Linked DNA regions of Mus musculus: all the other regions are linked to region 6. A link is a contact called in public promoter capture Hi-C data. All regions are on one chromosome and are shown on one strand. The core of a region is the stretch at or near the end of the contact, and the rest is flanking DNA. Distances in the headings are between cores, read along the strand shown.

Region 1 (4,783 bases), core at 936-3,435, 1.2 Mb after region 6:
ATGAAGATGTAGAACTCTCAGTTCCTCCTGCACCATGCCTGCCTGGATACTGCCATGTTCCCACCTTGATCATAATGGACTGAACCTCTGAACCTGTAAGCCAGCCTCAATTAAAAGTTGTCCTTATAAGAGTTGCCTTGGTCATAGGGTTTGTTCATAGCAATAAAATGTTAACTAAGACATATACTTTCCCAAAAGTTTTGGAATCCAGATTGGCCACTTCAGAAGGTTTACACACAATTTATAGGAATCGGTAAGTTATCACGAATAAGACAAAGTGTCCAATGGATTACCTGTGTGAGACCAGAAGGGCAAACAGGTAAGTTGAGACCTTATGTGGCTGATCTACTCATAAACTTATGGGGAAGGGATCTTTTACAACAGTGGGGTACTAAAATAAATATTTCTGCAGTTCTAGGGACAGCATATGAGGAAGCCAGGTGTGATATGGGAGATGTTCCTGGGGAAGGTATTAATACAGGTGATCAAAAAAGTCAAAAGCTGTGCCCATGATCCAAAACAGGACATCATAGCAACTGAATTTCCAAACTTATAAAAGTGGACACTGCTGATGCACCAACAACCTTGCCTCTAAAATGGTTATTAAACAGACTAGTATGGCAGATGGCCCACAACAATAACAACAACAACAACAAATTGCAGGCGCTTGGACAACTGGTATAAGAGCAGCTGGAGGCTCAACATGTAGAAGAGTCTACCAGCCCATGGAATTGTCCTTTGTGTTGTGAAAGAAAAGAAATCAGGTAAATGGAGGATGATAAAGGACTTAAGAGCAGTTAATACGGTACAATGAAGCAAAGATCAGCAAAGACTTGAAACCAGCAAAGCAATGCAAAGCTAGCTATACACTAGTCACTGTGGGTTGACTCCTATTTATACTCTCTCCAAATATCACATGGGTCTGCATCACCTGACATTTCCTTAAACTTCCACTTCAGGGTACACTACAGGAATGCAGTCACAGGATGGGCCAGAATTTTCAACAGGAGGAAAACAAGCCACATCTTGACAAAAGTAAAGGGATGTCAGGAAATCATAAGCTACAGGACAGAACTCGGGAATTAAAAAAAAAAAAAAGTGTGACACACACTAGGCTCTTGTAGATGCATATTCAACCATTTCAGAGATCATTTTGGCCCAACAGCCATAGCACCTATCAAGAAATCAGAGAAGCCTAGGGGCTTCCTATGCAATGGAAACACCAGACAAAAGTAGGGTGACTGTAGATAAGGACAGAGTCTACCCCCAGGATGTGACACAAGTCCCCTTGGCTGGAGTCACAAAGGTACAAAGTTGCCTCACCTATAGTGACTCTCCAATTAATCCCACACCACGGGGACACAAAAGCTATGGGTGCCTCAAACGAAAATACAATCCACCCCACACGGAAGCCTTAACAGGGAGAGCCAATCACAGTCACTGTTGCCCCCACCCTCACCTTACCTCTACCGAAATTAGAAAAGGTCCACTGGGAAGCAGTCACACCTCAGTCGGTCACCTCACACGCTCCCAAAGTTAGGCAAATGCTCACAAACACAAAAGCCCAGGGACCTCACACTCGAGGGACCTCACACTGGTAAAAAAAAAAAAAAAGCATGGCACAAAACGGTCACACAGACTCCAGCCACACACACAATGGATGCGATCATACTCACCAATCAAGGAATCCTCTCTGCCTCCATATCCCCTAGACTACCACCCAGACACATGATAACAATTCTACACAGCTCCGGATCTCCCGGAGTCAGCTTCATTGCACTGCACAGGATGGTGCATCCAAACCCTTGGCACCAAAGGCGTCTCATTATCCCTAAAGTTCTCCCCAAACCTGTCAGGAGTACCCTGCCCACTCCTTAAAAAAGGCTCCCAGGAGAGGGAAATACAACGCCTGGAAATGTCAGGGGCTGAAAGCTGTGGCCTGAACAACAGATACAAAGTGTTCGGCTATTCGTCGGAATCGTGAGGAAATCCCAGCGGTGAAAGACTTCATAGACCTAGATCAGGCTCCTCGACCCAGCACTATCTCAGCACTGCGAGTTTCCAGGGAACCGAGGTATTCTGGGAAATGTAGTTCAAGGCCGTGCTGGTGACCGGAGGCGCATGGCTCGAGTAGGCTGAGTCATCCAATCCCCAGGCGGAAATCTGTCTAAGGAGGCTGTTCCGAATTCGACTTCCTGCTGGAAGTTGGGGCCACAGACCGGAATGTAGGACCCCAGCGCTAAGACCAACCCAGCATTGGCAGTCTGACCAAGAGGAAGCCTCGTCCTGTAGGTGCAAGAGTACGCAATGACAGCCCTGAGCGTGTGTGAGAGAAAGCATAGGGAGGTTAGATTGCATGCGCGGCTGGATCTGGGAGGAGTTGGACGGCAGAGAAACTGCGAGGTAAGGAAAATGAGCGTGAGCAAGAGTTGGGCTCGAGCTGTGGCGCTTTGTGAGTGGAGCGAGCTGTTGTGGGGAGGAGACATTGTATGCGGATCGAATGGTTCTTGGGGATTGGGTCTCGACTGGATGGATCCCTGTACAGGAGTGGCTGAGATTATAGAGATAGCGGAAGCTTCCTAAATCTCATTTTCTTTTCAAATTACGATTAGTAAGTGCGGTCTTCTGGAGTGTCTGTGGGAGGGAAAATGTATAGCTGATAATAACTAATTAGCATTGTTATTTTTCTGTAAGTTAATTGTGCGGCGTAGGCAATCTACAGGCAATATAGCCGACTTTTTATTTTTAACACAGTGTTTTGTCAGTCGGGGTGGTTTTTTTTTGGGGGGGGGCGTTATTAACGCTCAGGGTACCCCAAGCAGACATCGTCCCTTCTCTAGAGAGTTCCTGAGGAGACACAGGTAAGGTTTGATTTTGAGGCTGGCTTGCAATTCTCTTTATAACCAAGGTTGACCTGAACTCCAGATCCTCTTGTCAAGTGGTTTCTGTTGGTTTGTTGTTTAGACAGGATCTTGCTGTTTAGCCCTGGTCACCCTTCAGAGGCCGTCCTCCTGACTTTCAAGGTCTGGGATAACAGGTGTGAACTACCATGCCCTGCTCCAGAAGGTGATAAACGGAAGTTTATTACAGAGAGCAGCATCACCATGATTAAAACAAGCTGCACACAGTACTTAAGAGCCAGTGGGACACAGCCATAGAGGTGTGTGTCCATATCAGCCAGAGTCAGTGGACACAGCCACAGCGGTGTGTGTTCATATCAGCCAGAGTCAGTGGACACAGCCGCAGCGGTGTGTGTCCATATCAGCCAGAGTCAGTGGACACAGCCGCAGCGGTGTGTGTCCATATCAGCCAGAGTCAGTGGACACAGCCACAGCGGTTTGTGTCCAGATCAGCCAGAGTCAGTGGACACAGCCGCAGCGGTGTGTGTCTATATCAGCCAGAGTCAGTGGACACGGCCACAGCGGTGTGTGTCCATAGCATCCAGAGTCAGTGGACACAGCCGCAACGGTGTGTGTCCAGATCAGCCAGATTTAGAAGGTAAATGTCATCTCATTTCTTTATCTGAATTAAATAGAAACCTCAGTACCATAAGCCTGCCCCATTCCCTTTCTGTTTTTGAGACAGGGCCTCTCTATGTAGCCCTGACTAGCCTAGGACTTACTATTTAAATACATACTCATAGTGAACTCAAAGATTCATCTGCCAATGCTGATATTTCAGTTGTGGGCCACCATGCCTGGCATGCATGTATATATGTACACATATATGTATACATATATATGTATCTATATGTGTGTATATACACACACACACACACACACATATGGTAGCATCATTAAAGACCAAGCACAGTTGTCAAGTGGTAGTTTTTGTTTTTGAGATAGGCTGTAGCTTACGCTGGTCTCAAACAGGATACATGTCAGTTCAGAGTCTAGGGCTGAACCCGGACCCTCCCAGCTCCACTCTCCAAGTGCTAGCTAGGGCTGTGGGGGAGCCCCATCACACCCTTCCAGTGAGTTGGTATTTGATTTAAAATTCAAGTCTTGCATCATCCACTCTCAGGTAGGGAGATGATAACTTCACTGAACTGGATGCAGCCTAGTTGAGCAAGAGACTGCTGGACAGAACCATGAAGGAGTTCTAAGCTCAGTAGCCGAATGAGAACCATGCCTGGCACAGATGCCCATTGAGGGGCTGACACCATTGAAGTGCCTTCAAGACTTCCTCATAAGCCTGGCTCTTAAGTTTTAGTTGATATGAACCATCTTCCTCTACTGGAACTTAAGCAAGCAAACAGTCGGACGGAATGGCATCAGTATACCAGAGAACAAGAACAACCGCGAGCAGGCACTTACAGCACAGCTGTAAGGATAACTGAAAGGCATGGAGAGATGGCTGCTCTTGGAGAGGAGCTGGCTTTGAACCCCACTACCCTCATGGTGTCTCACAACTGGCTGCAACCCCAGCTTCAGGGGATCTGACGTCCAGACACATTTATTTATTTATTTATTTTTAAAGAGCATTTGGAGGATGGGACTAAAGTATTTCTGTTTGTCTGAGAGTGGAAGAGACACCAAACCTGAGTTCAAGGTAGGGTTTTCATGGATTTTTAGGCAAGACAGGGGTTTGGATCAGGCACCAACTAAAACCTATCCCTTTTCATCTTTCATCATAAAGCAGGCAGGTACTAGTGTGATCCGAGGTAGTGATTCAGCCAGTTTGTTGTTGGAGTGTAGACCGTACAAACTCACCTCTGGTATGATGCTGTTTTACAACCCATGTGTCTTGTCATCTTTCTGAGGCCAGTTTCTCTGGCTCCCAG
Region 2 (4,314 bases), core at 1,101-3,600, 1.2 Mb after region 6:
TTTTGAGATAAGTCTTGCTATTTAGCCTAGGCTGGCCTTCACCTCCCGATCCTCCGGATAGCCTCCCACGTGCTGGAATTCCAGGTGTATCCCACCACGCCCAGTTGGATTCTGTCTGGCTGATCTATTGCCTCCTTTCCTCTCTCTCTGCTCCCTGCTCTTCCTCACCCCCTACTCCTCTGTTTATGATTTAATTTTAGCTGGGCATGATGTATACACCTTTAATCCCAGAACACAGGATGCAAAGGCTGGTACATCTCTTTGAGTCTAAAGGCAGCTTGGTCTCCACACAATTCCAGGCCAGCCAGGGCCATGCAGTAAGACTCTACAGTTTCATTATGTGTGTGGTCTGTGCCTGTGAGGGCAGGTGCTATCAAAGACATGTGTGGCACCAGAGGCATCAGCCTGCCTGGAGCTGGAGTTTGGATGGCTGTCAGGCACAGGGGTGTTAGGAACCAGGAACTGGACTGGGTCCTCTGCAAAAGCATGCTCTTAATCACTGAGCTGTCTCTTCAGCACCTTCTTGTGTTTTGAAACAGGGCCTTGCTCTGTAGTTTTTTTTGTCTTGTATTTTATGTGAATCAATGTTTTGCTTACATGCATTGCCAGTTGCCCATTGAAACCAGAGGAAGTCATTGCATCTCCTGGTATTGGAGCTACAGACAATTGTGAGGCACCATGTTAGTGCTGAGAGCTGAACCTGGGTCCTCTGGAAGAGCAGTCAGTCCTTTAAGCACTGAGCCACCTTTCCAGACCCCTCAATTATTAAATGCTATAATATTTAATAATACTAATCATCATCATCCTCATCAGTGTTAGAAACCTATCAGAAGACAAGCTACCCAATAACCCAGGGTGGTGCCTAATACCTGTAATTCCAGCTGAATGGAGAAGCTGATTCAGCAGAATCACAAGTCCCAGGCCAGCCTGGGCTGTCGTTCAAATAAACAGCCCACCAATGTCAGGCTAAAGGGGCCCCCACAAACCAAATCTTGGGAAAAAAATAGGCATCAAAAAGAATTAAATTAACTATAACTCATTAAGAATCTATGCATATGTGCTGTTGAGACTAAATTAAACGGGCTAAAGGAAAGCTCTTTCTAACATAACTCTCTTAGGGTTTTATTGCCGTGAAGGGACACCATGACCAGGGCAACTTTTATAAAGGAAAACATTTAATAGGGGCTGGCTTGCAGAGGTTCAGTCCACCATCGTCCTGCGGGAAAGGTGGAGGCTTGCAGGCAGATGTGGTGTACCTTGGGCATATGTGACCTCAAAGCCCCGCCTCTACGGTGATGATACACTTCCTCCAATAAGGCCACACATAAAATCACTACTTGGCATGGGCAAGCATACAAATGCATGAATCTATGGGGCCATACCTATTCAAACCACCACAAGAACATAAGAATAACATGAAAACCCAATCGATTATTCTTTCAGAGAAGCCCATACTGCGATTTCAGGTGCCGTCATTCGGAGCCCCTCTCCTCATGCTAAAGCCTAAAACCCCAAGCCTAAAATAATAAAATAAAATAAAAAGCCGGGTGGTGGTAGCGCATGCCTTTAATCCCAGCACTTGGGAGGCAGAGGCAGGTGGATTTCTGAGTTTGAGGTCAGCCTGGTCTACAGAGTTCCAGGACAGCCAGGACTATACAGAGAAACCCTGTCTCGAAAAAACAAAAAAAAAAAACCAACAACAAAACAAAACAAACAAACAAACAAAAAACCCACAAAACAACAGCCACAACAAAAACTCAAGCCTGCTTTGTTAAAAGAAAACCACGTCCGAAGTGGTGGTGCACACCTTTAATTCCAGCACCACGGAAACAAAGGCAGGTGGATCTCAGAGTTCCAGGCTAGCCTGGTCTACACAGATTCCAGGCTAGCAAGGGCTGCATAGAGAGAGTTTGTCTCAAATAGAGATTTAAGAAGAAAGAAAAACTGGTTAAAAAAAAAAAGAAAAGAAAAAGAAAAAACTCAGGTAGAGGGCGGGGGTGTGGTGGTGTGTGCCGTTAATGTCCACATTCAGGAAGCTTACTGGAGAATCACTTCAATTTCAAAGTCAGCCTGGTGTCCACAGAGAAAACCAGGGTCATTTAGAGAGACCACAGCTTTAAAAACAAACAATAGATGCCCAAACTAGTATAAGTGGTTCAGCCAACGCTCCACGCTGGACCTCAAAGCATCTGGGGGTTAGTTTGTTCAACGCCAGAGCTACTGCTGTAGGCCTAAAGACTTGGCCATTTCTGCCCAATCCTGGATCCTGGAACCAAACTCCCTCTGTCCAGGCCTGCACAAGATGCTACCGAAGGCTCCCCGCCTCCCTGCGGCTCCCTTGTGCGCATGCGCATTGAAGCAGCGAGAAAGAGACACACACAGCCCCACCTCCAACCCCCTTCCCCTGACCAAGAGCTAGGGGCCTGGCTCGCAGCCTCCGCGGGGCTGGAAGCCCAGAACCTAGTCAAAGAAGCTAGTGGCAGTCGGACTCTCAGGCTTGAGATCTGATGTCCCAGAGCCTTCAGTACCACGGTCCCGTCCGTAGCACTTTGGTGCCGCCGCTGCAGCGCTGACCGCGCTGGCAACCCACCCTCCCGGGATACCCGTCAGCTGGGTGGTCCCCGGTCTCGTGCGGCCTACGCTCTTCTCCGGGGACCCGCTCTGAGGACCCCTGGGACTCAGGTGGCCCGTTCGTGGGTACAGCTGCCGTGCTGACGCGCTGCACCTAAACCCCGGCCTGGCTGTGGACAAGGACCGAGAGGGAAGGCGGGGGCCGCGACTTGCACGGTGGAGATACCCTGTGCAGAACCTTAGATTCCCGGCGGGCCTGGGGAGCAGAGAACCGGGGGACACCTCGGACCTAAGGCTGGGCAGCCCCGGACTGGTAACTGGTGAAGCAGAGTGGCCGAAGCAGCAAACTCGGGCACGGGTGACTGTGGGCTGCTGTAGTCTATCTCGCTTGCTGGGATCATACGGATGGGGTCAGCCTGGAGCCCTGAAGCTTGGAAGGGGATTCTGATCAATTTCAGAAAAGCGTAGGGGTGAGGCCAGAGGACGTGGTGGCATACACCTGACTTCTCGGGATTTGGGAGGTGGAGGCAGGGGGAGTAGGCGCTCAAGGTCATTCTCTACTGCCTAACGTTGGGTTGCAAGAGAGAAAAAGAAAAGAGAAGAAGAAGGAAAGAAGAGAAAAGAAAAGAAACAAGGCCTGGAGTGTCTGCCAGTCTTCAGAAGAGACCCTAGAAGCCAGCAGCTACTACTTCTGTTTAAAACAGAGATTATGTGTGAGTTTCTAGAACTTCTGTGTTCCTGTGAAATGCTTGAGTTTTTGTTTTTCGTTTTTGGTTTTTTGTTTGTTTGTTTTTGCTGTTGTTGTTGTTGTTGTTTTGAGTATGGATTTTTTTAATTTCCTTCCCTTTGAAAGACGTTTGTGAAAATGTTTTATTCAACTGTGAGTGGTGTCACTGCCACTCCACTAGGACCAAGTGTTCAAGGCCAGCCTGGGTTACATTGAGACCCTGTCTTTAAAAAAAAAAAAAAGCGAACTATTCATTGCTTTGGGTCTGAGAATTTCCCTGCATTTTCAGTGGGCAGAGACTTAATCAGGATTCCTCTTTGAGTGCGCAGCGCCTGCGGTTCTATGGTTATGTAGCACCCACGTGCTATACATTTAGATGTCCTGTTTTTCTTAGGATTCTCTAATACGGAAATATGTCTGCTAAAGTCTGATGTGTGATTGGTCAAGGACGAGCATGTATTTAAATGATTGAGGTGGTGGCTGGAGGGACCACTGAGGCATTTCCTCAAGCCCCTACACTTTTCGGGTTTTTTGTTTTGTTTTTATTTAAGATTTATTTATTTTATGTATATGAGTGTTCGATCTGCAACATCAGATCCCAGCATAGATGGCTGTGAGTCACGGTGCGACTGCTAGAAATTGAACTCAGGGCCTCTCCAGGCTACACTGGTCATTCTTGTGTGGCACTGGAGCAGCGGCGGCGGCGGCCGATGCATCTCTTGGGGGTGCCGGTGAGAAATGGCAGGGCTAGGGCTAGGGCTAGAGCACTTAGCAAGCTCCGGCTGGACTGCAGGCTTCAGAGGACTGCAAAAACAAGCCAACAAAGACCAGGAGAGCACATTCTTTCTCGTAACATTTATTTTTATGTATGTGCACCTCTTACATGTGTCCGAGGACGCCAGGATACTGCGTCCGGTCACCTGGACCTGGAGTAACAAATGTAAGGACCACGTGGGAGTTGACTGCTGAACTCAGGTTCCCTGGAACGGCAGCCAGTGCTCCTAACCACTGAGCCA
Region 3 (4,660 bases), core at 1,137-3,636, 1.3 Mb after region 6:
TGACATTGCTCAGGTGTTTCTTGATTTTTCGATAAATAGATCAAGATTGGTTCCCTGAGGGGCAGGTTTAGGGGTTCAGTTGTTCGGGTGGCCTATCTGCTTCTCCTCTGAGACTCCTGGGACAAATTAGGGACATCTACTCCTTGGAGGAAGTCTCACCCCCAAGACCCCGCCCCCCTGACCTCACATGAGCTCCCAAGATCCTCTGGGGCCAGTGGTGTAGCTTCCAGGGTTGAAGTCCAGTCAGTTGGCATGATCACGCTGGGTCTAGACCCTGTCCTCTCAGCAACCAGAAGCTTAGCGGTCCTCTATGAGTTCAGTCAGAGCTGTGAGGAAGAAGTGCTGTGGAAGAAGATCTTGTAAGGAGCCGCTCAGAGATACCAAGATACCCAGAAATGTCAAATCCTTAGTCATTAGACATTCACCACTGAAACACATGCCAGTTACCTCACAGAGCAGTCGTTCTCAAACTTGAGCAGGTATGCACTCAAATTATCTAGAGGTATTGTCAAAATATAGTTAAAAATTCTCAGCCTCACTCCCATGACTTCTGCTCCAGCAAGTCTAGAGATCTAAGAATTTATGCTAATTAGTCTCCATTATTATGCTGAAATTGTTGTACCAGGGACTAGCCTCAAGAAACAGTGCTGAGAGAATAGAAAATTTAAGAAAATCTGGGTCCGGGGAGACATGTTAGAGGGTAAAGCGCCTACTACCATATAAGAAACATAGCAATGCTTTTAAAAAGCCAAGGGGTAAGAACCGGACAAAAGAAAGAAAACTTGCAAAATGGAAAGATATTTGTGAAACTAAACTCTTTTACAAACTTATGGTGGACACTCTAATTGCTACAATATTCCTTGAACTACTTAGTCATACCTATTATTAAAAATAACTGGAGGGATGTAGTAAGGGTTGGTGAGACCAAAATACATTGTATACATATAGACTCTTCAAAAAATAAATATATTTTGTAAAAATACACATAAGTGTTGATAACAATATAACTTCAAACATATAAACCAGAAATGGACCAAAGAGAGATGGACAAATTACATTTCCATTGTGAGCAATATCCCTCCACAACTAAGCAGACAAAAAAAAAAAAAAAAAAAATCTCTAAGGGGGCTGGAGATATGGCTCAGCAGTTAAGAGCACTGACTGTTCTTCCAGAGGTTCTGAGTTCAATTCCCAGCAACCACATGGTGGCTCACAGCCATCTGTAATGGGATCTGATACCCTCTTCTGGTGTGTCTGAAGACAGCTACAGTGTACTCATATACATAAAATAAATAAATTTAAAAACCAAATCTGTAATGTCTGCTGGTGTGGTGATACAGGCCTTTAATCCCAGAAATCTGGAGGTATAGGAGGGTGGATCTCTGTGAGTTTGAGACCAACCTGGTCTACAGAGTGAGTTCCAGGACAGCCAGGGCTCCAAAAAACAAAACAAAACAAAGGCAAAACTGTAAGGTCATATGATGGTCACACAATATATATGTGTATTTGTGTATGTATATGTGTGTGTGTATATATATATATATATATATATATATATATATATCCATACATACATATATGTGTGTGTGTGTGTGTGTGTGTGGTTTTTTTGTTTGTTTGTTTGTTTGTTTTTTTTTTTGCTTTTCGAGGCAGGGTTTCTCTATGTAGCCCTGGCTGCCTGGAACTCACTCTGTAGACCAGGTTGGCCTCGAACTCAGAAATCTGCCTGCCTCTGCCTCCCAAGTGCTGGGATTAAATATATTAATATATATCACAACATATTGCGATATATGTATATACATAAGCATACACACACAACACAATTGAGGAACGATTATTTTTATGCAATGTGGCATTTATGAAAAGTGATTATGGTATCGACCATAAAACATTTTTCAGCTAGACCACTACCCAGAGATATTATCTGAAACAGAAAATGCATTTCCAAATGACTCCTGGATCACAGAAAACGAATTAAAAAAGAAAGCCATTTATATTTAAAAGACAATAAAAAATCTACATATAAATACATAAGAATGTAAAGTATTACATTAACCAAGGCTAAAAATTAATAAGCTAAACTTTGGGGTTAGAAAGCAAACTTATCAAAAACCCCACGAGACCCTCAGCCACTCATCACATTCCCTAACATCACTCACTTGTCATCACAATCACACATCACCCGGCCGACCTCCCTCCTCCAAAACTCAGAGTTCCGTTATTGATCGGAGAAATCCTTGCCACTGACAACCATCAACACAGCAGACAGCACCCGGTCACTAACTCCCAACATAGGCACACACTACTGACTCCACAGAATTCTAGTTGAAACCAACCGGAATCATCTCGGATGACTTCTTGCCCTTAAGACTCAATGGAAGCAGCACGGGGGAGGGGGAGGGGGAGGGAACCACCTTCAAGCACCAAGGTCACTTCCGGTCTTAAAAAAAAAAAGGCCCTGGGCTATTAGTACTGCGCATGCTCAGCATTACCTCCGATGCCAGAGGACTCCAATAACCCACAGCGTGCTTACATAGCTTCAAGATCCTTTGTACACAATTCCTTAGGAGGATCGATTAACATAGTCGTGCCCAGAGATGCCGCGTAGGCCGCCATCTTTCAAATTTACGCATTCCGTACAGCAGAGGAATAGCTATCCAGCCAGATTACACGGAATGAGATAAAGAACGTAGACCCAAGCACTGTGGCCCACGTCCGAGCATCATCCGATAAGAGGAGGTTCTTCTGGACACGGGGTCATGAGTTCTGTAACACTGAGAAACCTAGTTGCCACTCTGAATAACCTGCTCTCTGTGGAAGAAACCATGCGGTGCAGGGGATTCAGAGGAGAAAAAAAAAAAATTGAGAGGGCTTGTGGGAGAAACCATGTGGAAATGAGGGGACAAATCAAAGTGGTACAATCCACTTTGTAAAAAAAAAAAAAAAAACCATTCATGAAAAAGGTAGAAAAAAACCAGCAACTCCAAGAGCATCAGACCAGTATCAGAAGCAACTGGAAGAGTGTCAAAATCTTTAACAAGACAAACCACATTGGGAGATAAAGTAGAATCTGGGATAAATCCCTTGGAAGATACCGCCGTGAAGCTCCCTTCACGTCAGGGTGTCGGAAGGACAGAGAAGAATGCATGGGTGAAGCCCATCCGTTTCCGTTATTCTCCACTCTAACCACCTCAAGTAAACTAGTAGGCAGCTGTAAGAAAAAGAATAGTTTAATGCTAGGCGTGATGGCACCAACATGTGATTAAAAGCACGTAAAATTAAAATATAATTAATGGATAGCAATCTCCTTAGTGTGTAAATGAAGCCTTAATTTAATACCATGGCTCACCCTCTAAATATCTAATTAAGCTCAAAAGACTGACATTACAAGCTGAAATAGGGCCGGGCGTGCTGGTGCACGCCTTTAATCCCAACACTCGGGAGGCAGAGACAGGTGGATTTCTGAGTTCGAGGCCAGCCTGGTCTACAAAGTGAGTTCTAGGACACCCAGGGCTATAAAGAGAAACCCTGTCTCAAAAAACCAAACCAAACAAACAAACAATGCTTGCTTATACTGCTCTGCCTAGGACCGGAGTTCTGTTCCCAGCTCACAAATCTGTCTGTAACCCTAGGTGATGTAACATCCCTTTCTGACCTTTACAGGCAAATACAGGAAAAACAAGCCAGCGATGGTGGCACACTCCTTTAATCCCAGCACTAGGGAGGTAGAGGCAGGCAGAGATTTCTGAGTTCGAGGCCAGCCTGGTCCACAGAGTGAGTTCCAGGACAGCCAAGGGCTACACTCTGTCTCAAAAGACAGAGAGAGAGCGAGAAGAATTGTAAACAAACGCTTCTATTTCCTTTATTAAAATCAACTAATTTAGAGATTACTGTAACAACCACAAACGTGTGACTAGATATACAAACTCATACACATAACTCATAAAATAGAATATTGTGCAGCTAAGAAAGGAAATATTTATATAGAAATGAGTCCCATAAACACCAAAGTAAAACGGTGTACCCAGTGTATGATGAAGCTTGCCTTTGGTCCAAGCATTTGTGAGACAGAGACAGACTGATCTACGTGAGTTTAGTGCAAACCAAGTCTGCATAGTGACTTGCAAGTCCGCCTAGAGTGAGACCCAGACTCAAAATAAATAAAAATTCGAAGAGAATTTTTTTCACTACGTTATAACAGAACCCTATACCTATTCGGGAACAACCACTCGTTTACAATTCTTCCTAAATCTGATAGATTTTAATAACTAATATTCATTCTTTTTTTTTATATGCCACCTAAATGGATCATATAAATCCTATGCTGAGCCTCGCCAACAGAAAAGGGTAAAACGGAGAATCTGTCGTCATCCTGAAAATTCCTACAGTGAGTTACAAGGCCCAGAAATGTCCAGACTCAGGGTGTGGTATCTCAGAAATCATTTCAACAACTTTGTTCCAGGAGACCAGTGCCACGCAGTTCCTTTTTTAGACTACATTTCCCAGAAATACACGCGACTCTACACAACTTCCGGTGCAAACCTACTCCAAAAACATACAGTGATTCTCTGAGATTGGCCCCCTATCATGGAAGGGGCTCAATGCATTGTAAGAGTTTCTGTCCGAGTTTGTATATCTGTCTAGGAATTTCACGCACAAA
Region 4 (4,459 bases), core at 1,121-3,620, 1.0 Mb before region 6:
CAAATCCCAGCAACCACATGGTGGCTCACAACCATCCGTAATGAGATCTGATGCCCTCCTTTGGTGTGTCTGAAGACAGCTACAGTGTACTCATATAAATATAATAAATCTTTAAAATAAATAAATAAAACAATAAATTAAAAAAAGAGTAATAAGTGTTCTTAACTTGTGGCAGGATCTCAGTGTAGCCCTGGCTTGGCTGGAGCTCCCAGGGATCCGCCTGCCCCTGCCTCCCGAGTGTTGGGATTAAAGATTTACTGCACTTTATAGTGTGTTTGTGTGCCGTGGTGTACATGTGAGGTCAGAGAACAATTGGAGGGTGTCTGTTCTCCTTCCACCATATTAGTCCCAAGGGATTACATTTAGGTTATTAGGCTTGGCAAACAGGTATGTACACCCGCTGAGGCACCTGTGAGCCCCTCATATGACCTGGGTAAAGTGGCATCTCTGTAATCCCAGCACTTGCCTAGGCTGGCATAGGAGGATTTTTATGAGCTCAAGGCTACATGGCTTTTTCCCAAAACGAAAACATTTCCCTCTGCTTACAGAAAAACAAACAAACGAAAAAAAAAAAAAGGTATGTGGGATCTGAGAGCTGAAGTTCAGTTCTCTGGGGATCAGGGGTTGTTCTTAACTGCTAAGCCCCCCAGCCACCCATTAATGTTGAAATAAAATACTAATAAAAAAGCCTCCAGCAAGCCGGGCGTGGTGGCGCACGCCTTTAATCCCAGCACTCTGGAGGCAGAGGCAGAGGCAGGCGGATTTCTGAGTTCGAGGCCAGCCTGGTCTACAGAGTGAGTTCCAGGACAGCCAGGGCTACATGGAGAAACCCTGTCTCGAGAAACCCTGTCTCGAAAAACCAAAAAAAAAAAAAAAAAAAAAAAAAAGCCTCCAGCTTTTGCAAGGACTTGAGTCTGGCTGGGAGCTCCCCATGGCGCTGACTACAGTGGTCAGAAGCTGTAGCTCCAGTCTGATGCTCTCCTCTCTGGCTCCTCACTTGCATCTACTCCATCCCCAATAATTAAGGGAAACCTTGAAATTTCAAGGTCTTACTATGAATCCCAATCTGGCATGGAATTCTTAGTCCTCTTGTTTCAGGGTCTGCAGAGGTGGGTTACAGCCGTGCAACCTATATACCTTTTTTTCTGTGAGCGATTTTCTGTGGTTTTAAGTCTTACATGGGCTCAAGTTACTCCATATGAGAAATTATAAGTCCCACATTTATTTAGATATATATCATGTGCAAGTGACATTAATATTTTGAAGTCACAGTTTAATAAGAACTGTTTTCGTAAGATAATCCAAGGTTATTTGTGTTTTGAAGATGTGGATTCTTGAGATGTGGATACAGAAGTCAGCCCATAGTTACAGAAGAGGATATTCTAATGTGGGGTTATGTGGCTCAAAGCTTGAGTGCAACATCTTTTTTTTTTTTTGAGACAAGGTCTAGCTGGCCTGCCCCAACATCCAGAATGATGCAGTAACAGACCTGTTGCCATACCCTGCTTTGTGCTTGATCTTAACTAACTTGTTTTGGGTCTCTATAAGTAAGCATCTAGGAGCCTGGCAGTGGCAGGCCAGGCCTTTAATCCTATTGCTCAGAAGGCAGAAGCAGGCAGATCTCTGAGTTCAAGACAGCTTGGTCTACAGGGCGAGTTTCAGGACAGCCAGGGCTATACACAGAAACCCTGTCTCGAAAAACCAAAAAAAAAAAAAAAGTCAGGCTGGTAAGATGGCTCAGCGGTTAAGAACACTAACTGCTCTTCCAGAGGTCCTGAGTTCAAGTCCCAGCAATCACATGGTGGCTCACTACCATCTATAAGGGGATCTGATGCCCTCTTCTGGCCTGCAGATCAGAGCACTCATACATTAAGTTAAAAAAAAAAAAAAAAAAAAAAAGAAAGAAAAAAAGAAAGTCTAGGACAGTGTTTCTCAGTCTACCTAATGTGACTCTTTAATACAGTTCCTCATGTGGTGATCCCCCAAACATAAAATTATTTTCGTTGTCACTTCATAACTAATTTTGCTATTCTTATGAATCATAATGTAAATATCTGAATTTTCCGATGATCTTAGGCAACCCCTGTGAGAGGTTCCCAAGTGAAGAACCGCTGGTCTAGGAACTAGGAAGGCAGGAAAGAGAAGAATAAAACAAGATCAAAGCATATGTAAATAAAGCCCTTTGATTGCCGGGAAGTAATCACTGGGCCTTCGGGGAAAGCCTACTTGTTGGTGTCCTACTGCGCATGTGTAATGCTACCCCCCCCTCCGCCCCCCCAGCTCAGAACGGGGCTCTTAAAAAAAATAAATAAATAAAAAGTTAACGTGACGGGTGCCTAAAGTACGCAGGCGCGCTGCCTTGAGCCTGCCTGCCTCCTAGTTCCTGCGCTTGCGGTCTGATGTTTTCTGAGGCCATTCCCTTGGTCTACTACGTCAGTTCCTGTTTGTGGCTGGAAAAGGCGGTATTTCCGGCCAGCGGGTGGGAGGGGGCTGTGAGTGGGGGCTGGGGGCTGGGGGGAGGGGGCGGGGGGGCCCGCGCTGCGCGAGCCGTTGGGCCTGACTCCGAGAAGGCGTCGCCGCCGCCAGCACTGCCGCCGTTGCTGCCGCCAGTTCATAAATAAGGAGCGGGAACGAGCTCAGCGTGGCGATGGGCGGGGGTAGAGCCCGGCCGGAGAGGCTGGGCGGCCGCCGGTGACAGGTGAGTACGCCAGCGCGTGTCCCCAAGCGCCCTCCCCTCCGCGATGGTCGCGTCCTGGCCCCCCGTGGGGCCTCGCTGGGCCGTACCACCCGTGCCCGCCTGGCGGGGACCACGGACCTGGAGGCTCCCCCCCTCTTCCGGAACGGAGTGGGGGCGCCTGCTGCGGGGCTGGGGGGGACAAACCCAGAGGGACGCGGGGCGGGTGCCGTGGTCCATACCACTGCGGCGGCGGGGGGAGCTCTCTCTGAGTGTGCGGGCTGGGGGCTGCCCTCGGGGACATCGGGGGAGACAGCTCCTTCTCTGTGGTGCCAGCCTGTCCAGCTTTTGAGGCGCTCACCGTGTCAAGTGCCGCTTGGGTGCTTTGGGAGCCGTTCCTATAGTGCACTTAGAGGGATGGGAGCTTCTGGAGAGGGGTCTGGGCCCAGGGTGGCCGTGTTGGGGCAGTCAGGGTAGTACCACCTAGACACGAGAGAGCAGTCTTTGTACTTAGAGGAGAACAGGGTCGGGTGGAGGGCTGTGATGTTTATCATCTTTGAGGCACAGGGTGCTGGGAGGCCCGAGTGAGTGTTAAGGGGCGTACTTTTAGGGGTGTGATACTGAGTGGGCGAGGAGCGCTTTTCTCTTCCTGTAATATGCAGGGGTGGGCGTTTACACTCAGCTCACCCTTTCTTGAACTTCTTTATGACTTTGGGGAAAACGGGATCGTTACTGGGCTGCTTTTTATCATGGGGTTGTCCACTCACCACTCCAGAACCCTCTCAGATTATTTCTCTTTAAGGTGTGTGGGACATCCTTTGGCAAGTTCTTTGCTTCCGGGGGTGGAGATGTGTTTTAGAAGTCACTGAAGTTTTCTGATCTCTAGTCTGGCTCCCTACTAGGAAAGGGAGGGGCTATCGGGCTTGGATAAGGAGAAGTGCCTCTGGACCTGCCTGTCACCTTTTGGGCGGAAGGTGTGTTTTAAGGGACAGCTCTCTAGAGCGAAGTGGGGGGGGGGCATCTTTATTCTCAGAATTTGGGGCCCCTGTTTCTCTCATTTGGAGAACTTTTGGCACCTGGTGACAGGCCTCCCCCTGCTAGAAAACCATAGGTTCAGGTCAGGCTGATTTTTAGCCTGTTTACTATTCCCTCCTCAGAGATGCAGGTGAGAGTTCAGGTACTGCCTGGTGTCGTGGATATGGATGTGAAGGGGCCCACGTTTCTCCAGCCCTGGCCACGTGGCTGCTTGTGCCTCCCTGTTACCAGCTCAATCTAGAGTCCTGTTTACGCTCCTACTAGTTGAGTGATAACAGTTGGCCTCTTGGTGAGGTTGAGTGCTGTTTTCCCAGCTGTTCGCTCTGCAGAGGCCAAGGGTACTTGGAGGGGAGTGTACTTTATCCAGCTTGGTCTGACCTAGGGAGAAAGGCTACGTAATAGTGTTTGGGACTGCTTTAGGTTCCTCACAGACCTAGTTTCTTACTGTGGTCCCTAAGCAGGGAACCCCAGAAGTGTGTGGCCAGTGTCCTTGCTCCTTAGGCTAGCTTGTGATCTTGGCTTGCCCTGTAACCTTTGTCCTAGGTCTAAATTTCCTGGAGGATTGGCTGCAGGCCCTGATTGACCTAGCTGACAAGTCTGGTGATATGGTCAAGGGAACAGACAGTAGCCATTGATCTACAGCGTTGGTGTCCGTGCTTGCCGGCCTCAGTGCGGCGTGGTTCCCAGAGAGAAGGTGCAGGCAGTGGGTGTCCTCTAGGGTTTTCTCCACCAGGGATGGGCTTCTCGACC
Region 5 (4,658 bases), core at 1,670-4,169, 1.1 Mb before region 6:
TGACAGATTTTCACTGTGTACGTGCTCTGGGACCAGCACTCAGAATACTTCAGAGCATGCAGAGGTAACCTTAGAACTTGTCCTCAGGGGCCCTAGTCCAGGTGGGGGAAGGTAGAGGGTTAGGGATTGACTGTAATTCAGAGAGGGCATCTAACCCGTGCCCTCTGCAGGGGATTGACTGTAATTCAGAGAGGGCATCTAACCCGTGCCCTCTGCAGGGGATTGACTGTAATTCAGAGAGGGCATCTAACCCGTGCCCTCTGCAGGCACTGCATGCGGGTGGTACAGACACATTCATATACACAGAATTAAATAAACCTAAAACATTAAAGAACAATAACTGGTAAATTATTCTCTCCCAGGGAAATGAGCCAATTCAAGCCAGATTAGAGTATATAAAGGCAGGTTTCGTGGGAAGCTGCTCTTGGGCAGGTGCATGGTCCCAAAGAAGGAGGCCAGAGAAGTCACCACGGAAAGGAAGACTGATGAGAAGTGGGGAGGGAAGGAGGAGAGGGAGGGAAAGATAGAGAACAGAGGAAGGGAGGGAGGGAAGGAGGGAGAGAGAGAGAGAGAGAGAGAGAGAGAGAGAGAGAGAGAGAGAGAACACAGAGCACAAAAGTCTGGATTATATAAGGATGAGCCTCTGGGGGAGGGGAAACCCAGCCCCTGGTCCAGAAAGTTCAGGGTAAAGGGCAGGGTAGGCCAGGTAGGCACTGAGGGATGCTGGGAGAACCTGGAGGCCAGGTCCACCTTGGTATGTTAAATACGAACCTAAGCTGTTTTTCCTGGGTCTGAATCCGGGATGGCATGGACCAACTGTGGTCAGGAGGCTCCGGAGTCTAAGATCGCCTACCTATGCATATCGCGGTCCAGGGCTGTGGGGGTAGTAAGTGAATAAAGGTGCTTTGCCATCAGGCCTGATGTTGCATCCCTGCCTCCCATGGGCTGGAAGGACTCTCTCAAATTGTCACCTGACCTCAACATGCATGTCACGGTACACATAAACCCAAAATAAATACGTTCTATTTTTTTAAATAAATAAGTTCCTGGCCAACCTGGGCTACATGAGACCTCAACTTGAAAGCAAAACAAAGAGTTGGAGAGAGGGTTCAGTGAGGACCCAGGTTTGATTCACAGCACCTACGTGGTGGCTCACAACTGTCAGTAACTCTCCCGGGAGATCTGATGCCTCTGACTTTTGTAGACACCAGGTATGTATATGGTGCACATACATACATACATACATACATACATACATACAGGCAAAACACTCACACGTGTAAAATAAATTAAAAAAAAAAAAAAAAAGCAAAACCAAGAGAATGGTGGCTCCGCGCCTTTAATCCCAACATTTGTGGGACAAAGGCCAGCCTGGTCTAGAGAGTAAGTTCCAGGACAACCAGAGTTACACAAAGAAACTGTCTCAAAAAAAAAAAAAAGAAAAGAAAAGAAAAGAAAAAAAGGCATTAAAAACAAACAACTAAACAAAGCAAAACCAAGAACATCTGAAGAACATTTGAGAGTCTGGCTGTCTCACTGCTGAGAGTGTGCCTTGAATTGGACCCTTGCAATAAGGTAAGGGAGAAAAGCCCTGTGTTTATTTCTTAGGAGATATTGGAAGCCATCTTAGAAAAACTGAAAGCAAGCTAGACAAGCTGGTAATGCCTAAATCCTAGCACTAGAAAAACGAAGCAGGAAGATGAAAGATTCCAGAATAGCTTAGGCTACACAGCAAAACGCTGTCTCAGAAAACAAACAAAAAAGTGGCTGGGGATGTAGCTCAGTGATAAGAGTACTTTGGCTAGCACCACCTCGGTGTTCCGTGCCCAACACCACAAAAACTAAGCAAAAGGAATTTTCTTTAGGGACACACCTGCAGCTCCAGGACTAGCAATATGGAAGCCAAGCATGATTAGAATTTCAAGGCCCTTGTCTACACTGGAGTCCTGCTTCACGAGACTGCCTAAAACAAAAAGAATCCGAAAGTGAGTCCTAGAAAACAGGAAGGAGGGTACCAGAGACCAAATAGTGAAGAGCAAGCTAACCCTTCACTACGAAACCATATCACAAAATTAAACACACACACACACACACACACAAAATTTTAAATCTTAGCTCAGTTCTACGGTGTTTGTTCAAAATGCTCAAATGTTAAATCCCCAAAACTAAAAATAATAATAATAATAATAAGTTTGAGTTTGTTCCCAGAGTTGTGAGCAGTCTTTAAGAGTAAACAGCAACAGGCAGACAAATGCGGAAAACGAAAGCGTTGCCTGGGATCCAGGAGGTTCCCCCAAACAAGCAGCAGACCCCTCTAGGTTAAGCATAGACTCCTCCTACAAGACGGGTTGGGGGTGGGGAAGCAGAGCTCCGCCAGCTAAGGGGCGGGGCTGCGGTCGTTCAGGCAACGCAAGCCGCATCATGCTATTGGCTGCTGTCTAGTGCGTCATCCCCCCCCCCGCCCTCCGGTTTGACCCAGCCTTCGGAACTCCGGGGGGCGTGGCCTCCACCATCTGCCCCAAGCCTGCAAAACCGCAGGGAGGGGAGAATGGTGTCACCCGGTGTCACTCTTCAGTGGGGTCTGGTATAAGGGGTCTGCAGTGAAACAGAGGAGTGAGAAACACAGCTGGGTCCAAAGTAGCAGTTCTGACGGCGTTACCAGACTCCACCGTGGAGACTCCGCTCCGCCCCCTGACCAGTAGCCAACCTAAACCGGACCCGGCCCAGTGATGGACGGGGCCTAGCATCCGTGGCTCCTCTTAGCCAATGGCGCCCCGCGGCGGGCAGGATTCCAACCAATCCTGGCTTGCGACTGGCCTCCGGGGAGGAGCCGAGTGGCCCCCAGCCAGACCCAGAGGCCCGGGGAAAGTGAGCCGGACTTCTACCCAGCACTGGTGGAACCCAACCCTGCAGGCTTGTCGGAGGTAGTCGTGGCGACCCTGGCAGCCGAGGTGAGGAGTGGCCGCCTGTGTGAGATTTCCCTGGAGTTAGAGGAGGACGGGGGCGCGCCCCCACGGTAGGCGGAAGCGGGGTATCCCGAGTGGAGAGCAGATTGGTGTGATTGATGGACATTGGAGGGTGGAAGGCTGAATTCCAGCATCAGCACCGAAGGGGGAGCAGGATTACTCAGGAGTTGGAGTTTGGAGAAGCCAGGAAAACGGAGAAAGAACTTTGGAGGAGAGTGTAGGACAGTTTGAGTCTCGAAGAATAGGCTGAGTTTGGAGTTCCACGGTGTTCTGGACAAAGTGAGCGTTTTAAGGCTAGGATATGAAGCATTTAGAGGAACCCGGGAACTAGAGGAACCGAGTATTGGATTCTGAGACGCCGTCGTGAGAAGGGAATGCCGGGGAAGAGTTCACTGACTGGGTCTCGGAGCCGGACTGGGTATTTGGAAAGCCAGAGTCATTTGAAAGTGGAGCCGAATGAGGGGAGATTTGGGACGAGGTCTCAGAATTGGGATATCCAGTTTCGCCGGCGGAACTATGTACCCGAGAGTTATTTGTCGTCTTTGGGCGATGTGATGGGATTTGGACCTCTGCACACCGAGGACAGTTTGGGGAAGAATCCAGAACTTCCTGGGGTGATAGGGACCCAGAGAAAACAGGTTTCTGACTGAAGCCTGGTGGGGGAGGGGCGCTCGGGGCGTGGAGCTCGGATTCACCGCCCCGAAGGCAGTAGAGGGCGGGGCTCGGCGGCCGCTGGGCAGCTGAAGTCCGGGTTCCCTTCCCCCACCAGCCGGAGCTCCCGTACGCATGCTCTCAGAGAGGGCGGGCGTGTCCAGTCTCTTGGGTGTGCTGGGCCTTCTGGGGATTGTAGTTCCAACGCGACAGCCGAAGCTCTGCCTGGAGCCTTTGGGTCCACAGTTCCCAGAAGGCCCTGAGGATACATTGAGGTGTTCTTGGGTCTGGTCTAGCGACCCAGGGAAGGGTGGTGCCTATAAAAAGAGATGATTGGGTTGGACTGGTCGCTAGAGGGTGCAGTTTGTGGTTAGTTTCGCTCTAGCTGGCTTTCCTTTGGGTCGGAGTTTGGGAAATACTCCCTCTCTTTTGAGAGGTCATAGACTCAATTGTAGGAAGCAGGTACGGACAGAAATATTCTTGTTAAAAAAGGAGAAAAAAAAAAGAATTTAAACACACACGTCCCAGCTAAGCCTCGTCTCACACACATTTAATCCCAGCCTTCAGGGAGGAAGAGGCGGTACGATATGAGTTCGAGACACAGCCTGATCCACATAGGGAGTTCCAGAGCAATACAGAGAAACCCTGTCTCAAGTTTGGGTTTGGTCCATTACTCTGTGCTCCATACCTGTTTGTCCTGTGACCTGTTAGGAAAAAAGTATTGTGGGAAAACAATAACAAGATCTATTGAGACCAGAGTTAGGATTTTCACTTTCCAAATGTTAAAATTGATTACCATAATGTAAATTCAACGTTGTGCCTACCACAGACAAGTGATACTCAAGCCATGCCCGGATGTTTTGGTGATTTGTTTTAGGGCTTTTTTGTTTTTCTGAGACAGGTTTGTCTGACCATATTAAACTCTACCTGCTTCTGCCTCCTGGATGGGTGCTGAAATTAATGGCATAGGACACCATCTGCAATTTTTTTTTCTGTTCATTTTCCTATTTTAAATTTTATGTGTATGGATGTTTTGCCTGC
Region 6 (4,389 bases), core at 455-2,954:
GACACTCTGCGGCCAGCTGATGCTCCAGAAGCGCCCAGAATCCAGCAGGAGTGCATATGGCCCCAAGAACCGGGAGAAGGCAGAATGGGCTCTCCCATGGAGGCCAAAGAAAGCAAAGCCAAGAGCTGCCCACGGTTGGCTAAGCATGAGTGAGAGAAGTGGAAAGATGGCTGACAGGAGGTCAAAACCCTGGAAGGAGGACCAAGGCTCAAACTGTAAAGCGTTTGGGAACCACTGAAGGCCACAGGGAGAGCTTGTGGTGTCAGGAATAGAGAGCGCCTAAGGTCACACCCACCCAATCAGAGGCTCACTGGACTCTGGGCCACCCACCAGCATGCCACTCCCATAGGCCCAGTGGAACCTCCCCTCCCAGGTCACACCCTTCCAAGGAGGCTAAACAGACACTCTGTTCCCACCCAGGGAGTGGCTTCCAGGAACAGACCTCCTGGGAAGTGGACCCTGTGGCAGGTAGCAGACCAAAGCTCCTTTCTCTTAACAAAGCTTTCTTGGCATTACTTTTTCTACCTGGAAAACAGGGGTGTTCTCTAACACCCAACTCACCCATCTCACAAGATAAGGGATGAAACAAGACCAGGCATACACGGTGCGCTCGCTCGCTCGCGCTCTCTCGCTCGCGCTCTCTCGCTCGCGCTCTCTCGTTAAACATTTACCAGCACCAAGATTTTGTGAAAGGCAGCAGGAGACAGAAGCACTCTGGGACAGAGCTCCGGAGCTGGAATCCCAGCTGCTCACCTTACTTCATTAGCTGACCTGGGGCAAATCACTTAGCTTCTTAATAACAGCTTTGGCTCCAGTGATGCTGTACTGCGCGCTAAATGAGTACATACACAGAGCTTTAACGCGGAGAGGGAAGCCCAGCCTATCATCAGTGTTTTATCAGTGTGTGGCCTTCATTATCAGTGGGAAGGGGCTCCCCTTCTCCTCCCACCACACACACCAGGACACACTTTCGAAGGCTCTGTTAGATGTCCCTGGTCCCCCTCCTCACCGCACGTGCCCCACTTGAGTTTTTAGTTTCTGGCCCTCCCAGAACATCTTCACCCGTCAGATTTTTATCTTCGTACCTTCTACCTAAGGGCTGTCTCAGACACCCCCCCAAAACCTAAAACTCAAGCACCTCCTCCTCCTCCTCCGGTTGAGGCTTTTAAATCTTTGACCGGGCAGCCGCCCACTTCTCTAGGTTGTGACCTCCAGCCCTGACAGACACACCCTCTTCTTAAGTTACTCTGAGCGCCCCCTTTTATGAGACCCGTTCCGAGCCCCTCCTATGCGCCCCCACTTAGTATTCCAAACTTTGCACAAATTTCAAACCCGGCCACGCCCCCTCCACCGGTCTAACCACTGGTCGCGACAGTCCCCTCCCCTTTCCCTCATTTTTGGGCCCGCGACCCTTTTCCACGCGACCCTCCCCTCCAAGAGTGAACTTTGACCCGACCGGCCCCGCCCCCTTCCGAATAACCGCTCTCCCACGGCGCGTGCCCAGACCCACCCGCCCCCAGCCACAAACCCCTTGCACGGTAACCCCCTAACCTACCGGCTTGGCGCCGCGGTCGCTCGCGGCCTAGCTGCCTGGCCCAGAACTCTGTGCCCGCGTACCGCCCTCAGCGGTCTCGCGCCGCCGCCGCCGCGGCTACTGCCGCCGCCATGTTGAATCCCCAATGAACATCCGGGGCCTCCCCTACTCCTCGCCGCCCACTAGTCCCCATGGCAACGGAGCTGACCGGGTGATGGGCGGGGCCTACTCGGAGGCGGGGCAGCGAGCCGGGCAGGGTTCCCTAAAACCACTGATTGGTGCGAGTGGCCCAATCGGAGACCGCTAGGTGGAGAATGAAGAGCAGAGATTGGGAAGTTTTGAAAAGGTGCGGGATCGTTGACTCCCCGCCCACTCCGCCTCTTAAAGGGGAAATAACGACTTTCGCGTGGCAGAGTCCCACGGGCTCCCAAAAAAGTAAAGTGGAATACGAGAACATAAAGGCCAGAAACAGTTCTTAAGCACTTATTATGCCTTTGTTAGCACGCGACTAGTTCTGCTGTAAACTGTTAACACAACCCTGTTGTTGTAACACCCATTTTACAGGTAAACAAGCTAATAGGATGCTAGTTGGTTTATGACTACTGAAAGCAAGTTTTGAATGAAGCTCTGTCCGAATCTGGAAATCTGACACTATTTGATCTTAATCTTTTAAATAAGTTTTTTTTTTTTTAAGTCAGTCAATCACGAGTGTGTGAGATGCATCAGTGGATAGAAGGCGCTTGTTGCCGAGCCTGAAGTTTGATCTCCTGGACCCACACGGTAGAACTGATTCCCAGGAGTTGATCTGTAGCCTCCACAAGAGAGCCATAGACATAAAATAGAGGGATAAGTGTAATTAAGTGTTTTTAAATTAATCAAAATGGAAAACACAGCGGAAACAAAGCCCATAAACTAATACACCCTTCCACCTATGGGTTCATTAGGTCTTACTGAAAAATTTAAAAATGCTTTCTCATCAAGGATTTTGAGGGTTTTATTTGTTTATTTGGGTATCAGACACTGAACTTAGGGCTTTTATACAGGACAGGCAAGCAGTAGTACTAGGGAAGTCCCCGGCCCTAGAGAATTCTAGGCAAATGCTTTCCCCAGCTGAGCCCCTTGGGAGACTGAGGCTACAGGTTTTCCCAAACAGGCTTTCTCTGGTTCTTTTCACGGGCTTTTTCTTCTGTCTGGAAGATTCTCTTCTTTAAGCATCCTCCTGACTCCCAGGGTTCCTTTGGGTTTTTCCTCAAACATTATGTTCTCTAAGGGGCAAAATGTCCTACCTTGTGCTATTAAATCCTTTGCCAGCTTCTGGCAAAGCTTCCTTTCCTTTGCCGCCTGTGGTTTTGTGTTTGGCTGGCTGGTTTTGGTTTCGTGAGACAGGGTCTCAGGACGTAGCCCAGGCTGACCTTGAACTATGCTTTTTGCTCGTAGCCAGAGCCTTGATATTATTGGTATGTAAATGCTCAGTACATATTTATAAAAGGGGTGGCTGACTAAAAGGTAATTCCACCCTCCAAAGATTCACTTAAATGATGCTTGCCTGTGTGCTTCACCTGCACACTGCCAGGCACACCGCAGGCATTCTGTTAACATGTGCAAACCAAGAATGAATGAAGGGCTGCGGTTCAGGTCTCTGCTTGCCTTCTTTTCTCCCCATCATCCCTATCTCTCCCTTCAGCTTATGTCCACTTGAACTCAAGGCCTCCGATGCACTAAGAGAGTCTTTTAGCACTGGGATTACAGGCACGTGTCTCCTTACCATGCCTGGAAGAATGGTCTGAAATATATATCTTAAAAAAACGATTTATGGGGAGAACTGGAAGGAGTGGAGGGATGGGACACTGCAGTTGAGAAGTAATGTATGAAAGAAGAGTAAATAAATTTAAAAATTATTCCCGCTGGGCAGTGGTGGTGCACGCCTTTAATCCCAGCACTCAGGAGGCAGAGGCAGGCGGATTTCTGAGTTCGAGGCCAGCCTGGTCTACAGAGTGAGTTCTAGGACAGCCAGGGCTATACAGAGAAACCCTGTCTCGAAAAACCAAAGAATAAAAAATAAAATAAATAATTATTCCCCACCCCAGAAAAATAAGTAGGTTTAAAGAAATATTCCCCATCCCTCTGTGTGTGTGTGTGTGTGTGTGTGTGTGTGTGTGTACCCCTCTGCGTGTGTGTGTTCTCAGAGGCTAGAAGAGGGCCTCTGAAAAAGCAACAAGTGCTCTTACGGACGGAGCCATTTCTCCAGCCCCAGAAAAATACCTTTTAAAACTAAGACTATATACATCATCAGTGACTCTTGATGTCAATAAATATTCTTCAAGAAGATTAATCTTGGGGCTGCCTAAGAAGCCATCCTACTAATTGACTCTAATTTGCTCAGCCACACTTTCCTCATTGAGCTCCTGTGCTGTGGTACACAGTTTGCTTTTAGAAACCATCATCCACAAAAATAAAAAAAACAAGCCCAAGCAGCTACATAATTGTTTCCTTTGAATACACGAGTGATGGGCTAGAGGAAATGTGAGCGAGTTCACCTTATCTTCTAAACTCTGAGTGTGGGGTCGGGAGCTGGGGATTGAGCCCAGGACTGTAAGAGAATCTTGACTGGTTCTGAATAAGTGAGGCACACTCTCAGCTCCTGAAGAACTGTTTGCTTGTATTTGGTTTTGTTTTAGACAAAGTCTCATGCAGCCCAGGCTCATGCCTGGAACTCAGGATGTAGCCAAGGATGACCTCCAGCTGATGATCTGTCTGCTCCCACATCCCTCGTGTTGGGAAGACAGGGGTGACCGCCATTGCCTCCCTAGAGATACAAACCACTTGTAGCAACGATGCTACAAGAGGCAGTGGGT

The links. Promoter capture Hi-C pulls out the DNA fragments that hold promoters and counts their contacts.
Region 1: a contact with region 6 is called in a promoter capture Hi-C map of liver, with 2.1 times the contacts expected there. The contact joins the promoter of Zfp790 here to the promoter of Pak4 in region 6. A contact is called at or near these places in 1 of 39 promoter capture datasets (liver) and 1 of 115 datasets of contacts at active chromatin or transcription factors (astrocytes).
Region 2: a promoter capture Hi-C map of liver shows a contact between it and region 6, with 2.1 times the contacts expected there. The contact joins the promoter of Zfp30 here to the promoter of Pak4 in region 6. A contact is called at or near these places in 1 of 39 promoter capture datasets (liver) and 1 of 115 datasets of contacts at active chromatin or transcription factors (pancreatic cancer cells).
Region 3: a contact with region 6 is called in a promoter capture Hi-C map of pre-B cells, with 2.8 times the contacts expected there. The contact joins the promoter of Zfp27 here to the promoter of Pak4 in region 6. A contact is called at or near these places in 4 of 39 promoter capture datasets (the 3T3-L1 cell line, liver, neutrophils and 1 more), 1 of 115 datasets of contacts at active chromatin or transcription factors (astrocytes) and 1 of 9 other capture datasets (adipose tissue).
Region 4: a contact with region 6 is called in a promoter capture Hi-C map of liver, with 1.8 times the contacts expected there. The contact joins the promoter of Akt2 here to the promoter of Pak4 in region 6. A contact is called at or near these places in 2 of 39 promoter capture datasets (liver and pre-B cells).
Region 5: a contact with region 6 is called in a promoter capture Hi-C map of pre-B cells, with 2.1 times the contacts expected there. The contact joins the promoter of Sertad3 here to the promoter of Pak4 in region 6. A contact is called at or near these places in 1 of 39 promoter capture datasets (pre-B cells) and 1 of 115 datasets of contacts at active chromatin or transcription factors (pancreatic cancer cells).

What each region holds. Positions count from the first base shown.
Region 1 is chr7:29,813,887-29,818,669 of GRCm38.p6, forward strand. It overlaps Zfp790 (zinc finger protein 790), which reads left to right and starts at 2,186. Exons shown (of 5, transcript NM_146185.2): 1 at 2,186-2,403.
Region 2 is chr7:29,781,618-29,785,931 of GRCm38.p6, forward strand. Zfp30 (zinc finger protein 30) reads left to right here and starts at 2,351. Exons shown (of 5, transcript NM_001360208.1): 1 at 2,351-3,284.
Region 3 is chr7:29,903,718-29,908,377 of GRCm38.p6, forward strand. It overlaps Zfp27 (zinc finger protein 27), which reads right to left and starts at 2,387. Exons shown (of 5, transcript NM_001037707.1): 1 at 2,337-2,387; 2 at 183-342. It overlaps Mir7668 (microRNA 7668), which reads left to right and starts at 2,792; the gene lies at 2,792-2,850. It also overlaps a transcript of Zfp383 not described here.
Region 4 is chr7:27,589,182-27,593,640 of GRCm38.p6, forward strand. Akt2 (thymoma viral proto-oncogene 2) reads left to right here and starts at 2,371. Exons shown (of 14, transcript NM_001110208.2): 1 at 2,371-2,698.
Region 5 is chr7:27,470,921-27,475,578 of GRCm38.p6, forward strand. It overlaps Sertad3 (SERTA domain containing 3), which reads left to right and starts at 2,920. Exons shown (of 2, transcript NM_133210.2): 1 at 2,920-2,951.
Region 6 is chr7:28,596,480-28,600,868 of GRCm38.p6, forward strand. It overlaps Pak4 (p21 (RAC1) activated kinase 4), which reads right to left and starts at 1,705. Exons shown (of 10, transcript NM_027470.3): 1 at 1,556-1,705.